3 separate regions of the Mus musculus genome follow, and regions 1 and 3 are each linked to region 2. Evidence: chromatin contacts called from public Hi-C and HiChIP or PLAC-seq data. All regions are on one chromosome and are shown on one strand. Each heading gives the region's core, a stretch centred on a gene start, on an enhancer-like site or on the middle of the called end of the contact. The rest is flanking DNA. Distances are from core to core; before and after follow the strand shown.

Evidence for each region. A called contact is a pair of places that touch in the nucleus more often than the background predicts. HiChIP or PLAC-seq counts read pairs in DNA pulled down with a chosen protein or histone mark.
Region 1: a Hi-C map of liver shows a contact between it and region 2, with 1.9 times the contacts expected there. The contact joins two enhancer-like sites. A contact is called at or near these places in 13 of 484 Hi-C or Micro-C datasets (the HPC-7 cell line, Th1 cells, cranial neural crest and 8 more) and 2 of 115 datasets of contacts at active chromatin or transcription factors (T-cell acute lymphoblastic leukemia and embryonic stem cells).
Region 3: a contact with region 2 is called in an H3K27ac HiChIP or PLAC-seq map of thymic regulatory T cells, with 5 times the contacts expected there. The contact joins two enhancer-like sites. A contact is called at or near these places in 2 of 484 Hi-C or Micro-C datasets (embryonic stem cells and trophoblast stem cells), 5 of 115 datasets of contacts at active chromatin or transcription factors (embryonic stem cells, extraembryonic endoderm stem cells, thymic regulatory T cells and 1 more) and 1 of 9 other capture datasets (embryonic stem cells).

What each region holds. Positions count from the first base shown.
Region 1 is chr12:54,353,056-54,355,755 of GRCm38.p6, reverse strand. It overlaps Gm35895 (a long non-coding RNA gene), which reads right to left. Exons shown (of 3, transcript XR_381605.3): 3 at 2,517-2,612. Among named protein-coding and RNA genes, the nearest start is that of Gm35895, 3.6 kb to the right of the region's middle. Within about 2 kb of position 1,350, at least 24 of the 459 cell types and tissues checked have an H3K27ac peak or open chromatin away from gene starts, as enhancers often do. A contact at or near this core is called in liver, where this site is marked.
Region 2 is chr12:54,567,391-54,570,220 of GRCm38.p6, reverse strand. No RefSeq gene overlaps it. Among named protein-coding and RNA genes, the nearest start is that of Gm40425, 19 kb to the right of the region's middle. Within about 2 kb of position 1,545, at least 59 of the 459 cell types and tissues checked have an H3K27ac peak or open chromatin away from gene starts, as enhancers often do. A contact at or near this core is called in liver and thymic regulatory T cells, where this site is marked.
Region 3 is chr12:54,315,595-54,318,479 of GRCm38.p6, reverse strand. No RefSeq gene overlaps it. Among named protein-coding and RNA genes, the nearest start is that of Gm35895, 34 kb to the left of the region's middle. Within about 2 kb of position 1,374, at least 95 of the 459 cell types and tissues checked have an H3K27ac peak or open chromatin away from gene starts, as enhancers often do. A contact at or near this core is called in thymic regulatory T cells, where this site is marked.

The DNA.
Region 1 (2,700 bases), core at 101-2,600, 210 kb after region 2:
TCTAATGTCCTGTGGCATTTCCTGTATGTTTTCTTCCATTTGAGTTGATTTTTGTAGCCTACATCTAGCAGTTCATCTTTTGCATGTAGATACCAGAGTCCCTCTGTACTATTTACTAGTTGAGATTTATTTTTATTTTATCTACGTGTGTGTGTGTGTCTATGTGTCTGTAAGAATGTGACTGTGTGCCCTCAGAGGCCTGGGGAGGATGTCAGATCCCCTGGAGCTGGAGTTACAGGTGGCTGAGAGCTGCCTCACATGGCTGCTGGGGATTAAACTCTGCTTCTCTCAAAGCGCAGCAAGTGCTCTTAACTGCCTGCCCTCAGGTCCAAGGACTGAAAACACTGGCTTTACTCTGTCTCTCCCTCTGCTAGCAGTGTAGTCTTGTTTACTTTCTCTATGGTCTCATCACTAGCTGGGAATGATTACAGCACATACCATATGCAGGCTTCTGCAAAGGGTAACTGAGCTTGCCACACAGGGCTTCAAGGAATAGCAGCAGTGGTTGTGAAGAGCTCAGGGCCTGGTGCCCATCAGCCTGAATGAACCCTGAATGAACTCATGTTTAACCACCATCATCCCAAGTGGGGCCAGGCATTTCACTTCCTTGCTTGGTATCCTTTTTTTTTTTAAAATGGGGAACATTTGGTTGTCATGAAAATGAGTAAGTTAATCTAATCTGTATAAAAGGTGATGCCTGTACTCAGCAAGTATTGTTGGCTGCAATTAGCATGATGGTCGATACAGCCCAGATTGAGTGTGGTCCACAACAGCCATGAAATGATATTTTCATTTTACTGGAAGCACAGACCAGAGACAGAAAGTGAAGGAGAGGTTTCACCGGGTTCAGCTCAGTGGATTTCAGGGTGTCTCTGAGGGCGGCTAAGCTTCGTCTGCTCCCACAGGTGTGGTCACGGTGCCATTGTTGCTCAGTCATCATACCTCAGCTTCTGGAATACCCACCCAAGACATTGTTCCACCCTCGCACACAGCACTCTCAAATGCATCCTGGCTGAGAAGTAGCTGTTACCCCAATCCTGGGAGCGGGAGCAGCGTGACTGACAGCTTGCTGGAACTGGGACTTCCTTTTTGCCCTGGGCTCTGGCTGTGAAACAGAGCACATGAAAATAATTTCCTTAAGGAAGTTGTCCTGGTAGACAATGCCTCTTTGTCTGCAGGTAAAAGATGCTGCGAGGCCTAAAGACTGTGTGGTCTGGGATCTGAACAGCTGGGCTGTCTTTCTGGCTTCTAGGGCCTGCTGGGACATTGCTTCTCCCAGAGTGCCCTTCCATGAAACCTTGTCCTGCTGGCTTTCACTTCTGCCGCTTGTGCAGAGGGACAAAGTGCATGATGGGTGGTAACTGAGAACTGAGGCCACGGCAGGGGAGATTCCGGGGCACCAGGGCAGTGGAGCTGCCTCCTAGAGTCCCTGAAGTCACACTCATGTTTAACCCCTGTGCACCTCTGCTCACAATATGAAGGTGACATTAACTGACTCCGGTGAATATCCTGAGACTAATTAAATCTTTGGGAAAGAGTTAAGGAAACGAAGCTGATGTCTTTGTTGACAAAGCTGCAGTACTTATCAAACCCCCAGGGTTTCAGGGCTCAAGGGCATGAGAGATCAGGTAGGAGGGCCGCATAATTCTTCCCGAAAGCTAGTTTCGACCTCCCCAGCCACCCCAAGGATTCTCCAAAGACCTGAGGGGTTTTCAAAAGCCGCTGCTCTCTTGAGCAGGTCTAAGGAAGTCAAGCGTTAGTCTTCCTGATTTACCCTTCTCCTGGGACCTTTCCAGTTCCGCTGACCTCCCAACCTCCCTTATATCATTCTTTGGCTTGACTTAATTCTCTTTTGGTTTTAAACAAAAAAGGAGTCAGCCATTGTTCCGTTGTTACCGTCCATCACAGCTGTCACCCAGGGAGCATGTGTGTGTGTGTGTGTGTGTGTGTGTGTGTGTGCTCTGCGTGCTGTGCATGTGTTTCCTGTGGAAGCTAAGTCTTCCAAGAGCCCACAGAAGGTCACCTTTCATCCCATGTACCCAGGCTGGCCTGGCAACACTGCAACCTACAAGCCATGGCAGCACCTAGCGCTAGCATTTTTTTGTACGGCACCTTTCTCCTCAGCGGGTTTCAAACCAACTGCTGCATGCTTGTCTCTCATGCTTCATGCGATGAACTAACTTCTCAGAGAAACTCACGCTGTTCCACGGAAAGCCAAAGATCAGGACTGTTAGTGAGATTAAGCCATCTCAGTCAAACTCTTGATTTTTGTAGGCAAAAATTCTAGTCAGCCACCAGAGGGTGCCCACAGAGTTCTCTAAAAATGACTAAAAACCATGAAAGATTGCAGGAGGAAACATTTCCAGTTTGTATAAGACCAAAACAAATAGAGCTTGCCCACCCCTGCCTTATGTGGAGAATGACAAAGCAGCCATGGAAAAAGCAGGGGCGGGGGCTTTGGGACTGAGGGAGCGTGAGAGAAATCACCTGGATTTGAGCTGAACTGAGTTGCTTCAGGATTTGAAATTGGCAATTGGAATAGCATTTTGTGTACCGGCCCAGGAAGCGGTTTCATTTCTAAGCAAAACTCTCCGCCATGACCATCCCCCCATCTGTGTGTACAAAAGAAATGCAAATACATGTAAATATTATTCTAAACCAAAGGCTTCCTGGAAGGTAAGGCGGCTGCAGCAGAAAAAG
Region 2 (2,830 bases), core at 296-2,795:
TGTTAATCACCAAGGAAGTCAGGACTGGAACTCAAGCAGGTCAGGAAGCAGGAGCTGATGCAGAGGCCATGAGGGATGTTACTTACTGGCTTGCTTCCCCTGGCTTGCTCAGCCTGCTCTCTTATAGAACCAAGACTACCAGCCCAGAGATGGCACCACCCACAAGGGGATCTCCTCCCTTGATCACTAATTGAGAAAATGCCTTACAGCTGGATCTCATGGACGTATTTCCCCAACTGAAGCTCCTTTCTCTGTGATAACTCCAGCCTGTGTCAAGTTGACACAAAACTAGCCAGTACAGTCCATTTTCACCATGGTGAGAAGCATGGCAGCATGCAGGCAGACATGGTGCTGGAGAAGGAGCCGAGAGTTCTACATCAGGATCCACAGATAACAGGAAGAGAGAGTGACACGGCCTGGTTTGAGCATCTGAAATCTCAAAGCCCACCCCAGTGACACACTTCCTTTAGGCCATACCTACTCCAACAAGGCACACCCTCTAGTTAGTGCTCTTCTCTAGGAGCCTATGGGATCCATTTTCATTCAAACCACTACAGGCTTGAAACCTAGGACAAATGGCCAACTGAGGTATCTATTGAACACATCAAAGGACAATCAGGTTCTCCCAGCGTTCTTCAGTCCCTACCTGTTATAGGGTATGGATGTCATAGCCTGTCCCCTACCCTAAACTTCTGTAGCCCAGGGGCTGGGCTGCTCTTCCCTATATAATTCAGCCATTTTGGTTACTTGACCTTTACCCTCCAGGTCTCTTGATTTGGCTCTCTTCTCTCCTCCCCCTTCTCCTCACATGACTTGGCTCAGGGTCCTGTTCATTCTGGATGTTCACAGATATGTCTGCCTCTAGTTTTGTTGTGTCTCCTATCTATAATAAACCTTCCCATCTAATATGCCTAGGAACAGTCATGCCCTTTTTCATTTCTTGTTTTTTATTCAGGCAGTGTCTTTACCGTACCCCTCCTCCCATACACACAGGAGTGGAGTTAGGAAGAACCCATATGGCAGCTCAGCTTTGGACTCATTGGCAGCCTGTGATGGGCTGAACTTGGCTGCTCGAGGTTGGATTGAGGCATGGTGGTTTGTTACTTTTAAGATCTAGTTTTCAGTTTTCTGAGCTGATTTTAAACTTGCAAACCAAAACCAAAACCAAAACCAAACCAAACCAAAACAAACCCAAACAGCAGCAGCAGCAGCAGCAACAACAACAACAACAACAACAGAACCAAACAAAAATCTTAAACTCAAAGTACCGAGGCAATCTTAGGCCAACACTCTTGTACTTAGGGAACATTCCTGACAAATCCTTTTGTCTGGAAGCAAAGCTTCAAAGGGTTTGTGGCTTTTCAGCTCCTGAAAGACTGGTTGAGGCAAGCTGGAGTTTCCCTCTCTTATCTGTGTGATAAACTATCTTATCTCCACTTCCCCCTCCCTCCCTGCCTTGATCTGTGGTTTGTTGCTAAGCCACTGTTTGGGGCAGGTGAGGCTAAGAAACTCACATGGCCCCGATTGTACCCAGTTCCTAACAAAGACAGGTTTGAGCTGGTTCCAGGGAACAGCTTCTAGCTCTGGCGCATCCAGTGACTTTCTGCTGCTCTCTGGACAAAAGTTTTCACGTGGTCTCTGTTGGGGTTCAGGAATTGCCACATAAACTACTCAGACTCCAGTTTCAGTTAAACAAGGCTGGTTTATTGAATGCACTCCCCAAGACTGATCGATCAGGGTCATAGCTTAGCCTTGGGAGCTAAGATTGGACCATGAATATTTCCCAGGGCCAGCTTATATGGAAAAACCATAATGAACTCTCAACCCGTACAGGGATGGCTGCTGGGTGGTTGGCCTTTTTCCAAGAGTTTGTTTGTTTGTTTTTTAATAGTTAGGACATAACAGTTCAAACTGACCTCTCTTTTGATTGGTCCTGAGTGAGGTTATGGTTGTGGAACATAGGGTATGCGGTCAGCTTGACCCTGCTCTGAATCAAGCTATTTTTCTATGTCAGTATTACAGCAACAATATGAAATACCTGGCAGGCAGATTACAACAGCAGTATGGACTGACTGGCAGGCCTGGAACAAAATGGCTACAGCTATGTTGGGGAAGCAGGCTTCAACAGTCCCCAGCTGACTAAGGAGACAGGACTGGGTGTAACAAACGGCACGGGTGTGAAGGAACATTCTGTTGCTTGGATTCCCATGTGGAGAAATCACAAGGCTCACAGAAGTGTCATGGAGAAGTCAGTGTGCTCCAAGCTCTGCATTGGAATTTCAGCTCTCATAGTTGTGCCCCACACACTCTTTCAAGGTTTCCCTTCTAGTTAGCCATTGAATCCTACCATCCCATAATTTTAATTATTTATTTATTTATTTATTTATTTATATTTTATTTTATTATTTTTTTGCTGAAGCCAGATGTCCTGTTCCTCAGATCTGCCAGTTTGGATTTTCCATGTAAAGACTTATTAAGATTAGCATAGCTTGTCCTTCCTGCTCTCAGATTCTGTAGAAAGGAGCGTAGCGGGCTGGCTCAGAGTGTGGAGTCTAGGTTCAAGACTCTTCTGACACTGACAAGACCAGGGCATGTGGTGGAGCCTTGTAAGGGTGAAATGTGGTGACTCTGTGTGCATACTCTGTGTGCTTCCTGTGGCATAAATATAATGAATGCTAACTGTCTTAGTTTTTAAACACTCTCTAGTCACTCACTAAACATTTTGTTCTAGATTCTCACCAGCATTGGGTTCTGTGCCCTGGAGCTGACTACATTTTCCCTGATTTCACGTTCTATGAGAATCTGCAGACAGAACCACAGGAGTCACAGG
Region 3 (2,885 bases), core at 125-2,624, 250 kb after region 2:
AGAGGACTTGCTTAGGATATGGGAAGCCCCGGGTTCATCCCTGCACTAAACACAAGATTAATGTGACGATTGCTCTGTGCACTGTGGCTTTATTTTTATATCGCTAGTACACAGGGGAAAAAATAAAATAGATTTTGTCCCTCTCTGTTATTGAAAATGTGGCTAGTTCTTTCAATTCTAGTGCTTAGGAAACTGGAGTGGGTGGAGTTACCAGGATTTTCATTGTTTAGAGGGGAATAGGGCATCCTACAAACATGGCCGTGCCTAATGGCCCTACCCTCATTTACACTGACAATCATGTAGATTCTAAGAGTAAACTTAAATTTAAGGTAGTTTTATATACATAAAAATAGCCCACATGGTATGGAAATTTCCCTATACCCTGCATGCAGTTTCTATTACTAAATCTTAGTTTTCATACTAATTAGCTATAAGCTACCATTGATGCATAATTATTAAAATCTCAACTATAATCAGGTGTCCTTGGTGTTTACCAAGTTTTCTTCTTCTTCTTCTTCTTCTTCTTCTTCTTCTTCTTCTTCTTCTTCTTCTTCTTCTTCTTCTTCTTCTTCTTCTTCTTCTTCTTTCTGAGGATCCTCTGTTTCCATTCACAGGTTCTGAGTGGACACACATTTTAGAGCAGATACCATTCAATTCCGTATTAGGTGAGGGCATTTCTTTTCTTTCTTTCTTTCTTTCTTTCTTTCTTTCTTTCTTTCTTTCTTTCTTTCTTTCTTTCTTCCTTTCTTCCTTCCTTCCTTTCTTTCTTTCTTTCTTTCTTTCTTTCTTTCTTTCTTTCTTTCTTTCTTTCTTTCAATGTGTCTGTTTATCTACTTTTATTTTTGCAACTCCCTTCCAACCGATAAAGTTTATTCTAGTTTGATAAGATAAAATACAACAAATCACACTTAGTGAAGAGTCAGTACTGTAGAAGTTACCGGTGCCAATCGTAGTACCTTGGGCTAGGAATCTTCCTACAAGCACTGCCAAATCACGTTGAAAATTCAGGAAGGAGTGTGGGCTGCTATGCCTGGGAAGTGCCCAGGTCAGAGTAGAGGGCGCCGCGCTCTGACTGCTTCTGGGATGAGCTACTAGCTTCCTGTATGTGGGGTTTCCCCTGGGCTACTTTAGACGCTGCAGCAGTGTGCCCTGTCCTGAACAAACGTGCTGGGAGCAGGGCAGCTTGGAAACTGGGCTGAGATACCTGCAGCTCCATCCCCACCCCAACCCCACCCACCGCTGGATAAACGCTCCCTGGGAGTCAAGACTGTTTTCTCAGGCTGTGAGGAACTGGGGGCCCATAGGGTAGTGATTTCTTTCACGACAGCCACACCCCAGGCTGGCCTTGATTAGTCACAGCACGTGCTTAACTCCGCCTCACTCTGTTCCCCTGATGTTCAGCACGTCCCACCATCCAGCGGTGCGGTGCGTGCTTACCCCTCCCTGGAGCTGGTTGGGTGGAACAAGATCCCCTGTAGCACGTTCCAATGGAGCAGCCGGGAGGCAGGTTTAAAGCTTGGGTTTTCAACACAACTGAGTAAAAAGTCCCTTCTGATAGGTGGAGGTAAGAGAGGGATTGTCTCAGGGGGTGGAAGGTGTCTAAAGCGAAGGAAGAGGGAGGAACAAGAGAGGCCAGTGAGAGAAAACAAAACATTGCTTTGTCTTGTTTCATATTCTGAGTATAGATGTAAACACACACACACACACACATGCACACGCACACGCACGTGATGTGAGAGCAGAAAGGAGACTATTTGTAGGGAGGAAGGGAACCATCTGGGGTAGGGGGCAGTTAGGGAGTCAAATATGAGCAAAGTGCAAAAATAAACATGTATGAAAATGTGAAGCCCATTATTTTGTGCATACAAACTTAAGAAAAAAACAACCGATAACTGGATCTTTAAGGGGGTAGTGGTGGTGATTTAAAAAAAAAAAAAAACAACTGTTTCTAGACCTGAAACTCTTAAAGAATGTCACAATCAAGTACAGTCTCTCAGATGACTGGTGACCGGCTTTCTTCGTTTCCACACAGCCGTTTAAAACCCTTTAGCAGGGTAAAAGGCAACCCAAGGGTAAGAAAAAATCTCTCCCAAATCGGCTCCATCCTGGACCCAAGGCCACGCCTTCCTGATCTACGTGCAGTCGCTGTTTGCTGGACTTCCTGTGTCCACTTCTGGGGACTTTGCTTCATCATCCCATCCCGTCCTGTCCCTTGACACGACTTTGGTTCCCATTTCATGGAAGGGACTAGAAACTCATTAACTAACGCCCCACGTCTTAGTTATTGGCACCCTAAGTCTAAGTCTGCGTGACCCCAGCCCTGGGGCTCGGCTCACTCCCTTGACTCTCAGAGGAAACAGCGCTGGAAGAAGTCTCTCTGCAGACAGGCCGAGAGCCATGGTCATCCTAGCTGTGAGCTGCTGTACTTTTTATTTCCCGTATCACCATTTTGTCAGTGTGCCACATTCAATAGCTCACCTGATTTTTTCACTACTATGTGTGCTTTACCCAAGACGTGTGCTCCAGGTCCACATCTTTATGCATTTGCCATACCACTTACCCTTGGATGTGCAATTATTTTTAACTAGAATATGCAGAAAAGTCCAAATGAAAAAAAAAAATAGTGATCACCCATATTCCTGTAGTCCACAGTTAGCCAATGTTGGCATACTTGCTTCTAGGGTTGATCTGGGCCTTAAAACAGAACAAGCTACCTACTATTCTTGCACATTCCATGAAGTGATGGTTGGAGCACAGAAGAAAGCCAAGTTGCCTGAACATCGTAACAGAGGCACTCCTTCTTTCTCTATTCAGAAATAGCTATAAGTGTGTATTCCTTCTCTCAGTATTAAAAATATTTACATGTGCAAAATATAGGAACTCTT